Regions from separate parts of the Sus scrofa genome. Here region 1 is linked to region 2. A link is a contact called in public Hi-C data. All regions are on one chromosome and are shown on one strand. Each heading gives the region's core, a stretch centred on a gene start, on an enhancer-like site or on the middle of the called end of the contact. The rest is flanking DNA. Distances are from core to core; before and after follow the strand shown. Region 1 overlaps PDE6D (retinal rod rhodopsin-sensitive cGMP 3',5'-cyclic phosphodiesterase subunit delta). Region 2 has its middle 15 kb from the start of TEX44.

What was found. Hi-C and Micro-C count contacts between places; a contact is called where the count stands out from the background.
Region 1: a Hi-C map of liver shows a contact between it and region 2, with 1.9 times the contacts expected there. The contact joins two enhancer-like sites. A contact is called at or near these places in 2 of 5 promoter capture datasets (fetal liver and liver), 25 of 47 Hi-C or Micro-C datasets (alveolar macrophages, blood, brain and 12 more) and 2 of 2 datasets of contacts at active chromatin or transcription factors (alveolar macrophages and skeletal muscle).

What each region holds. Positions count from the first base shown.
Region 1 is chr15:132,376,297-132,381,404 of Sscrofa11.1, reverse strand. PDE6D (retinal rod rhodopsin-sensitive cGMP 3',5'-cyclic phosphodiesterase subunit delta) reads left to right here. Exons shown (of 5, transcript XM_003483755.4): 2 at 533-621; 3 at 1,484-1,609; 4 at 2,288-2,393; 5 at 4,692-5,108. The coding sequence ends at 4,773. Among named protein-coding and RNA genes, the nearest start is that of PTMA, 22 kb to the right of the region's middle. Within about 2 kb of position 2,649, at least 10 of the 83 cell types and tissues checked have an H3K27ac peak or open chromatin away from gene starts, as enhancers often do. A contact at or near this core is called in fetal liver and liver, where this site is marked.
Region 2 is chr15:132,278,376-132,283,308 of Sscrofa11.1, reverse strand. No RefSeq gene overlaps it. Among named protein-coding and RNA genes, the nearest start is that of TEX44, 15 kb to the right of the region's middle. Within about 2 kb of position 3,163, at least 53 of the 83 cell types and tissues checked have an H3K27ac peak or open chromatin away from gene starts, as enhancers often do. A contact at or near this core is called in fetal liver and liver, where this site is marked.

The DNA of each region.
Region 1 (5,108 bases), core at 1,400-3,899, 99 kb before region 2:
TAGCCTGGGAACTTCCATATGCCATGGGTGTGGTCCTAAAGACAAAAAAAAAAAATAAAAAAATAAGAATAATAAAACAAAAGCAGGCCACTAAAAAGCTGCTTGAGAAGTCTGGACTTGTGAGTAAAGCGTATGGATTGTGCTCTTCGCTGGAGGGCAATCTGCCTGAGTCATTTCCTGGGATTTCTCTCATATCTGTTTCTTTAGGTTTTTATCTTGGCTGGTCAGATTCTGTTGGAAAATTTTAGATTTTGCACTGTTCATTTTCTACCTCTTTCTTGCCATTTCTAGATGTGTACAGTCTTAAAGTTCTCACGATGTCGATAAAAAGATCTCCCCAAGTCTCTGCTGCTTCCTTTAGGTGTCTTTTGCACTCTCCTGTACGTTCTTATTTGCTTTCATGGTCCTTAACACTTAGGGCAACTTGCTAAAAAACAAATAAGAGTTGATAAAAGCAAACCTGAGATGCCTAGAGTACAAAGCAGGAGTCCGTCCCTCCGATGCCTTATTCTTCCTTAATATGTTTGATCAGAAATTGGATGAACCTTCGGGATGCTGAGACAGGGAAGATACTCTGGCAAGGAACAGAAGACCTGTCCGTCCCTGGAGTGGAGCACGAAGGTACTTTCCACGCTTTGTCTGCACAGGGCTGATGACTCAGGAGCATGGACAGCGGAGAGCTAGGTTAATGCAGACCCACCAGGGAACCAGCCTCTACAGGCCCAGCCCGCCAGTCCACGTGGTGCTGAGATTTCTAGTGTCTATCTCATATTTCCCCCACTCCCCAAAACCCACTTTGTGCTGAAACTTTAACATTAGCTACATTAGCCTACTCAAAGTTAAAAACTAAGATCTCGACCTTTTTCCAAAAGAAAATTTGCATTTGTATCTCCCTGAAGTAGAAGAAAAACCAAGGAGTTAAAACTAGTGGAACAGAGGAGTTCCCGTTGTGATTCAATGGTTAACGAATCCGACTAGGAACCATGAGGTTTCGGGTTCGATCCCTGGCCTTGCTCAGTGGGTGAAGGATCCGGCGTTGCCGTGAGCTGTGGTGTAGGTTGCAAACGCGGCTTAGATCCTGCATTACTGTGGCTCTGGCGTAGGCCGTCAGCTATAGCTTCGATTAGACCCCTAGCCTGAGAATCTCCATGTGCCGTGGGAGCAGCCCTAGAAAAGACAATAAAATAAAATTAAAATAAAATAAAATAGAATAAAACAAAACTAGCAGAACAGAATAGAGAGAAGGTTCCCATGCATCCCCTTCCTGATAAGAGGAGCTGGGTAAGGCCTTTAGATGCCCTCAATCGGTTGTTCCTGGAAGATCTTTCCATCAAATGCACTGGACCAGTTTGGGACCTCTGCTTTTAAGAAGTGTAATTCTATTACCAAGGCATTCTCTGAAATTTAACATAGATAACATGTTCTCTAAATCAGCTCTAAGAAGCTCTCAGAAATGGTTTCAATATTTCTTTTTCTTTACCAGCCCGTGTTCCCAAGAAAATCCTCAAATGCAAGGCAGTGTCTCGAGAATTGAACTTCTCTTCAGCAGAGCAAATGGAAAAATTTCGCCTGGAACAAAAAGTTTACTTCAAAGGGCAATGCCTAGAAGGTATTCTGCTGCCTCCATGCCTGAAATCCGGGCTTAGGGTGACAGGGACAAAAGTCAAGGCTCAGCGAACTAGAGCACTGCTTTGATAACATTTATTTTGCATCTCAGTTTGTGATAGAGTTCCTACAGGCTGGCAGACTGGGGAGCCCCAGCGAAAAGAAGCAAAAACAAAGCTAGCAACTCCACGGGGGCTCTGAGCCAACAAAAGGGTTTCTGAGCCTGGTGGGCTGCCTTGTCACTGACGCGTACTGTAACCCGGTCACGAGGAAGCTGCTGTTTAGGGCCTGGTACAGTGCTCTCCATACAGTCTCGTACAGACTCGCCTGGCAAGGCCACTCTGCATTCACTTCACCGTGAAGTGGAAGAGTGCACGTGTGTGTCTTCGAGCTGAAATTGCAAGTGAAAAGGCCACTCTGTACTTTTGTTTATAATCCACACCCAGCCCACTTCCAAGAAGGTGTTGCTGGTCCTAGTCCTTTAGACCCCAGCGCCTAGGGCGCAGGCCTCCGACAGCCCGAAGAGGGCTTCTGTGTCTTTCCTTGTGCCTCTGGCCCGGGGAGTTTGTGATGGCTTCCTCCGAGGTCCTCGGGTAGGAAGAGGCTTGCTCTAACGGAGGGGACAAGGAGCCTGAGAGTCTGCGCAGGGCGCCAGCTCACCCGCTTTTCCTTCTTCCCTCAGAGTGGTTCTTCGAGTTTGGCTTTGTGATCCCTAACTCCACAAACACCTGGCAGTCCCTGATAGAGGCAGCGCCCGAGTCCCAGATGATGCCAGCCAGCGTGCTAACGTGAGTGAGCGGGCCGCAGGAACTGTGGGCCGTGTCTCGAAGCAGGAATCCCAGACTGGTGGGACTTGCGTCCCGGTCGGCAGGCAGGCAGGCAGGCAGGCGGCCAAGGTTGAGAAAAAGGGTGAAAGAGTATCGGGGTCTGGAGTTTACAGCTCCCTGACTTTCGTCATGTGAAAAAGCCAGTGGGATAGAATGGGAAGAATTAACCACCTCGGATTAGACCTTGGACTTAATTCCTGATTAACTCTGACTGGCTCTGTAACCTTGGACCCTGTACTTTACCTCTCTGGGCCTTTTTGGTCTTATTCTCCTCCTCTGTAAATGCAGAATTAATAATTCTCCCGCACAGAGGTGTACGGAGGATAAAATGAGATGGTATGGAAGGAAACTGGCACCTAATGTATATAAAATCTGTGCTAATTTGCTCCCTTTCCTGACTGCCTAACTTCTGGTACTCTGTACTTCCTTTGAAGGGCTTTCAACAAAACCGGACAAAGTCCTGATTCTGCTTTAGAGGCTAATGTTTGGTTATAGTTTTTCAGAGGTTCGCTTACCGTTTTAATAGCTGTGCTTCCTGCTCAAAGAATAATTATTCATCCTTTGTTCCCCCCAAAAATGTCACTAACTGCCCACCTACTGTTTTCTCTTGGGAAAAGATATTAGTCTTTCAAAAGCTTTAGGGAGTTTGCTTGCGGTGCAGTGGGCTAAGGACCCAGCATTGTCCCAGCTGTGGCTTGGGTCACTGCTTTTGCATGGGTTCAAACCCTGGCTCAGGAATTTCCATGTGGCACAGGTGTGGCCAGAAAAAAAAAAAAAAAAAGTTTTAGTAATATTGCCTAGTAACAAACTATTCACACAAGTAACTGTGTACTATTGGTTCATCTCTTTAAGCAGGTCCTTTATGACTGCTACACTGAATCTGTAAATAGAGGTTATTTACCTCGTAAATCTCGAATCGATTTTTAATCGTATTTTTAATACCCATCATCGTATAGTGGGTTTTTTTATATTTTGTTGGCCAGTCTGAGCTCGAGTTCCTTATTTGCCTGTTTTATAATTAACTACCAGCAAAAATATATCCGCTGGCTGTTAATTACCCTGGAAAAGTATAGTGTCATATGTCGTGTCATATGCTTAGATTTTATTGGCCCTTGTATGACTTCTTCTTGACCAGGCCTGATTTCTTTCAGGTACTAACATCAGTAGGTCTGTGATAACATATTTAGTTTATTTAAGTCATGCCTTACTTTTTAGAACCCAACATAGTGCTCCTGTTACCCTTAACTCAGTTCAAGAATAGTTTGATTTGGAAGCACTGAGATACTCATCAAGAAAAACGAAATTGCCCTCCGTACAATACAGATGTATCCTTTGGGGTTCCTGAGCTGTAGGCCATAGAAACTGACTCTGGCCTGCATGACAGTTGAAAGAGTAGGGCTGAGACCTGAGCATCTCGAAAGATGCAGGTAGCGAAAATTGTGGATGGTTTCGTCCTGAAGCAGCCATCGGAAGGATCCTGCCCCAGGGAGGGAGTCTGACTGGCCCAGAGTACATCCTGTGCCCACCCCTTTGCCAGGTGAGGGAGGGAGCCTTCGACTGCCCCAGGAACTGGAGATGGGGTGTCCCCAGTAGAAGAGCACAGCGCCATTACGCAAAGTGAGCAGAGGAGATGCAGGCCAGCCAGCCCACAGCTGTCCACTAGAGTCAGTTGTAGAGGGAAGGGCCCCACTCCTGGGGCCTGCAGGTTTCCGTGTGGTCAGAAAGTCAGTCTCTTGGAGTTCCTGTCCTGGCGCAGCAGAAACCAATCCGACTAGGAACCATGAGGTTGCGGGTTCGATCCCTGGCCTCAATCAGTGGGTTAAGGATCAGGCATTGCCGTGAGCTGTGGTGTAGGTCACAGACCCAGCTTGGCTCTGGTGTTGCTGTGGCTGTGGTGTAGGCCGGCAGCTACAGCTCCCATTGGACCCCTAGCCTGGGAACTTCCGTACAGTCCTAAAAAAAAAAAGAAAGTCAGTGTCTTAGAGCACTCTGCTAAGGGCCTTCAGTATACAGTGGTTTAAGACATGCTCTCTCTTTCGATTTCTGACCCTCGAGAAGACAAACCTAGTCACATAAGTTAAGTGTCCTGTTAGATGTCTAACCCCATGTGGACACTGATTTTAACATCCCTCAGTCGAGGTTATAGGTGAGGGCGTGTCCACAGGCCCAGCACCAGCAGACCCAGGTTGAAACCACTTAGTGGAAACGAAATCTGTTGCCTAACACACTCACTCTTTCGCCCTCTCTTCTTACTTATAGCGGGAATGTTATCATAGAGACAAAGTTTTTTGACGACGATCTTCTTGTAAGCACATCCAGAGTGAGACTTTTCTACGTTTGAGAGAAGAATGTGTGTGCATTTCAAGAATATGTTTTTTTAGGGGGAAGGAGAAAACTGTTTACTTTTTTCCTCCATACATTCGATTTTTGACACTTCCACCCCTAATTCCCTCTACGGCAAAACCCACCTGCAGCCACCAGGGGACCAGCTCTGTGTAGGTAACCAGAAGCCTTTTTTCTCTCAAGCCACCACCTTCCACTGACCAGACTAAACTCCCAACCCCAGACCAGGGCAGAGGGGGAGTCTGGACTCCTTCCTGGAGTAGACACGGGGACAAACACACCAAGAGCCGTGCCCGTCACCCTCCCTGCCTCTTCCTCGGGCCCTGCAGGCAA
Region 2 (4,933 bases), core at 1,914-4,413:
CGCCACAGCAAGAGGGCTCTGGGCCTCCATGGATCTGGGCGGCGCTTCCCCTCCATCCTTCTCCCATCCTCTCCTCCAATGGACGCTGCCTCCGGTGGTCAGTCTGCAGGGAGGGGACCCGCCAGGGATTCCAAAAACCCCACAGAGCCAGACACGGTCTTCATCGAGGACTCCCCTCCTCTTCGAGGACGGCCCCCTCACCCCTGTACCCCAGCTTGGACGCCGCCGTGGGAGTCTGGCTTCTCTGGCTGAGCTCAGCAAGCCTCACTCCGTTTCTTGCACACACAGTTTCTTGCACTTTTCCCGCCAGCATGGCCGGAAAATTGGTTCCCTTGGCGCGCAGACACAAACAAACTGAACGCAGCTCAGCGTGGACAGGGCAGGATCGGGCTTCGGACACACAGTCCCCGTGGGGCTCATGGGGATCGCGGGCCTGTCCTCACTCCCTCGGGCCTCCCCCGCCCCTCTCACTCCACCCCCCTTTCTGCAGGCCCCTCTCTCCTTCCTCCCTGAGGCGGGGGGCGGTTCCAGGATCACAGAGGGGTCCCCCGCGCTCTGGTGCTTTCTGTCCGCTAGTGTGCCCAATTTCCCGCAGGGGCGGGTGACTTTCTGCCCCGGAGATGCCCGCGCGTGGTGGCCTCGTACGGCGATCTCCGGCTGCGCCGGGCTGCGCGCGCGCCTGGGTGCCCGTCTGCGCCGCCCGCCCCTTGGGAGAAACATGAGGGTATCATATCAGCTGGAGGCAGAGGCAGCCCGGCTCGGGCTCTGCGGACACTGAACCCGCCTGACCGCCCCCCACCCCCGGCTCCCTAACGTGCCGCCCCAGAGGAACTGGGGTCGCCAAGGGCGCCTCACGAAGCGCAGAGGCACTCGGGCCGGGTGACCGTCAACTTTGCGCACAAATATGGGGCTTAGGGGCCGCAGGCCTTGGCGGCGGGGACTGGACGGCCAGAGCGGTGCGTCTGGAGAGAGCTTGGCTCCTCCGCAAGGGACTTCGGAGTCCCGCTGGGGGTGCCGCTCAGCCCGGGCGGGGGGGACCGGGGACGGGGAGGCGGCTCTGCCAAGCTCCTGTTGAGCCCTGCGGCGCGCTCGGGAGAGGCGGGCCCGCTCGCAGGCACTGCCGGGGACGCGGGAACAAAGACGGCCCGCGGCCGGATGCAGTCATGGAAAAACCCATCGGGGCGCCGGGGCGGGGGCGGCAGGGGAGGGGCGGCGCGCGCCAGCCAGCCTTGCCACCCTTGCCACCCTAGGCGGCCCGCCCGGGTGGGGCTGCTCTCGGACCCCGCCCCGGAGCGCTCCTCGCCGGCGGAGAGGAGGCCCGGGAAAACAGAAAATGCTGGGCGGGAAGGGGAGGCCTGCGGACCGAGAACCAGAAGCGTCCTGGTTCCGGGTGCTGCCCGCCAGGCTCTCGGCCGGGAGGGGAGGGTGGCCCGGCCGGCGCACGCCGGGTACACGCGGCGCTGCACACCGCCACTTGGCGGCTGCGGCAGCGGGTGGCGGCTGGCCCATAGGGGGCGCGCACAGACCCAGGCAATGGCGCGGACGCGTGTGCGGCGGCTCACACGCCTCTGCATACACATGATCACTTACACGCACGTGCGGCTAGACACGCGAGCTGCCCCCAGCTCCCAGCACGGAGGCGAGGAAAGTGTCCTACCGAGGGGGGCCGAATTAGAGGCTCGTTAGCTGGTCCCCGCGGCTAGTGGCAGAACCCTAGGAGCTGGGGGCGAGGGTCTTAGAAGAAACAGAGGCTAGGGTCCCCCCACCCCCACTTTACAGGTGCGTGCCCAGGTCCCATCCCCGGGCTGGAGTTTGCTTCTCACGCAGAACGCTGCCGCGCTGTCTTTGTCTTTGGAACCTGCCTGGAGACCGGGAGGCGTAAGGACATTTTTTTTTCTTTCTTTAGAAAAGGAAAGTGTTGGCGCAAGTTGGACTCAGTGACTTCAGAGGCCTTTTCCAGTTATGACTTATTATGAAGAAGGAACTGGCCCCAGAGGCCATAAAAGGAGTTGGTAGGAGCAGAGAAAAAAACTTTGGGTGCCTGGTTTGGCCCCAGCCACAGGCTCCAATGGAAATGCAGACGAGGACCTGGTTCTGGGGGCCCAGGGCCAGATTCTGGAGCAGAAGAGACCCCAGGTTTTGCCTGAATGGGGAGGCTGTTGGGTTGGGGTGGCAGGTGTGGGATTCCTGAAAGCCAGACACAATGAAGCAGAAGCCCACAACCTCAAAAGTTTCAAGTTCAAGAAGAGGGCTACATTTATGAACCCTGGCTGTTGAAACTGTTGTGGGAGTACAGTTGCCGCAGGGGCTCTAGCCTCCACTCAGAAAACGGGGTCCAGAGAAGCAGGTACACCAGCAACAGGACGGGGTCAGACGGGCTGCCATGTACTTGTGGTCCCCTTGGGAAGTGAGGTTGGAATCAAATGACCTAGCCCTGCTTCTCTCTAATTTCCTGGTTTGGGGGATCTTACCCAGCATCTTTGGGCCTCAAAGATGCTGCTCATCTGTAGGCACAAGAGCTCCTCCGTAGGGGTGTTTTGGGGATTGAAAGTGGTATAAGCCCCCATTCCATCCTGCCTTCCCTCCTTTTCCACTTCTCAAAGTCCCTGGTGCTTGCTCACTAGGACTCCTTCCAAGTCCTAGTTTCCCGAGAGCAGGTGGGGTCCAGTGGGACGAAGGCTGGGGAGCAGCGCCCCCTGGTGGGTGATATCAGGAGGGCGCAGTCCGTCTGCGAGGACACGCCTGGGCTAATCTGCTTAGCGCCTGCTGGGCTCTGGCGAGTCCAGCCTCCCTGCGCGGATCCTGGAGCTCTCCTCGGGGAAGTTTTTCCTTCTTGCCTCAGTTACTCCCTTGAGCAAGCACAGAGAATCCTGTTTCTCCGCAGCAGACTCTCCTCTGCCCTCACACAGCCCAGCTTCTCCTATTTTCACAGGCTTCTTTCACTTCTGCTGCGGAGGAATCCCTTTGGCATTTATACTGCGCTGCCCAGCTTACGAAGCACTTCGACACACATTGCTTGTCCCTGAGGCGTGCTGTTTCTAGGTGGCGATGGCGCTAGACGGATAAAAGATCGTGATTTGGAGTGCGGCTCCAGCCCAGTGGACTGGTTTGGATCCTGCCTCCTCCATCCAGCTGTGTAACCAGAGCAACGTTCAAAACATTGAATAACCAGTAGGACAGGCAGGGACCAATCAGAACAGACCCTGCCCTAAACACCAGGTACAGCCATATGTGTGTACCTGCTGAAGATTCTGGAATAATCTCAACCTCCTTGGGCCTCAGTGTTTGTACCTGCAGTATGGACACAATGATCCGAATAGTACCACTCTCTAGGGCTGTAGTGAAGGCTAAATTAGTTAATGCATATAAACGATTGAGAAACCATTGTCTGCCACATAGAAGAGAGCTTTATTACTCAGACTCAGTGACCCAGGGAGATTGCCACTCGTAACAGCGATCCTTAGATGAGCCCACTGTATGCACCCAAACCTGCCTCCTGGCTCCCCTCCTCCTTCCCACACCTCCTGGTCTGGTCCTCTGGTTATTCTACTCTCTAGAAGTGTGTGCCTCTCAAACCTTCCCATGTATGCAAATTTCTGGAAGATCTTGTTACCCTGCAGAATTGCAGATTCTGATGGAGGAGGTCTGTGTGGGGCTTGGGATTCTTTAGTTCCTACCAGCTCCCAGGCGGTGCTGATGCGTGTCTGAGAAGCAAGACTCGTGAAGATCCCTGCAGAAACAAAGGTGTCAGCTGATCCATCTGGCAGTGTTTACTGAGCACCTACTCAATGCAAGGCAGTGTAAGGATCCAAACAGTCCGAGGGCTGGCTTCCAACTTTAAGCAGCAGAGAAGTTGCCGCACGAACACAGGTTGAAACTAACAATCAGGCCAAGGGGCTAACGTGCCAAATGGTGGGAGGTACATGCGGGGAATCCATTCTCTTCCCCGCAGCCAGAGAGGTGCTTTCAACAGGGAAAGATTTTTTTTTTTGCCTTTGTCTTTTGGGTTTTTTTTTTTTTTTTTTGTCTTTTTAGGGCCGCATCCTCGACATATGGAGGTTCCCAGGCTGGGGGTTGAATCAGAGCTGTAGCTGCCAGCCTACACCACAGCCACAGCAACACCAGATCCGAGCCGTGTCTGCGACCTACACCACAGCTCACGGTCCCTGTCTTGATGTTCTTGGTACTTTTTGAACAAGGGGCTTTGTGTTTTCGTTTTGCACTTGGGCGCCATATGTTAGGTAGCTGGTTCTGCTCACCAGCTCTGGTTCCTCGGGCCAGGATCGTTTCCCAGAGACCATCTGGGAGAGGTGGGAGGAGAAGTGGACCTGGGTGACTCCTTTTATTTATTTATTTTTTTTAGGGCCACACCTGCGGCATATGGAAATCCCAGGATAGGGGTCGAATCGAGCTGTAGCTGCCGGCCTACACCACAGCCGCAGCAAAGCCAGCTCTGAGCCATTTGCAGCAATGAGGGAGCCTTAACCCACTGAGCAAGGGCCAGGGTTTGAACCCGTGTCCTCAAGGATACTAGTCAGGTTCTTAACCTGTTAAGCCACAAGGGGAACTCCCCGGGTGAGTCCTTGAACAGGTCCTGTGTGTGAAACTGAGATCACAGAGTCGGGTTCGTCCAGAGAGGAGGAGAGGACGAGAGCTGGAGGCTCTTTTCAAGAGAGGATCGGGCTGTGGAGACGCACTGCCCGGGAAAGCCAGCCCCGGGGCCACTCTCTGAGAGAGGCCAGATGCCGCCTGCCATCCAAGCTGTCAGACTGTTGATAAGAGACATGAAGATTTGCCCGGAGGGGGCAGATGCCTGGCTTGGGTGGGACAGGCAGGGCGCCCTGGCTCCTTCGCCAACAGCTGCTCTGGATGCTCAGCTTGTTCTCTGTGGCCTGGGTTCAGATACCGTGTCTCTGAGTCCAGCCTGGCCTGG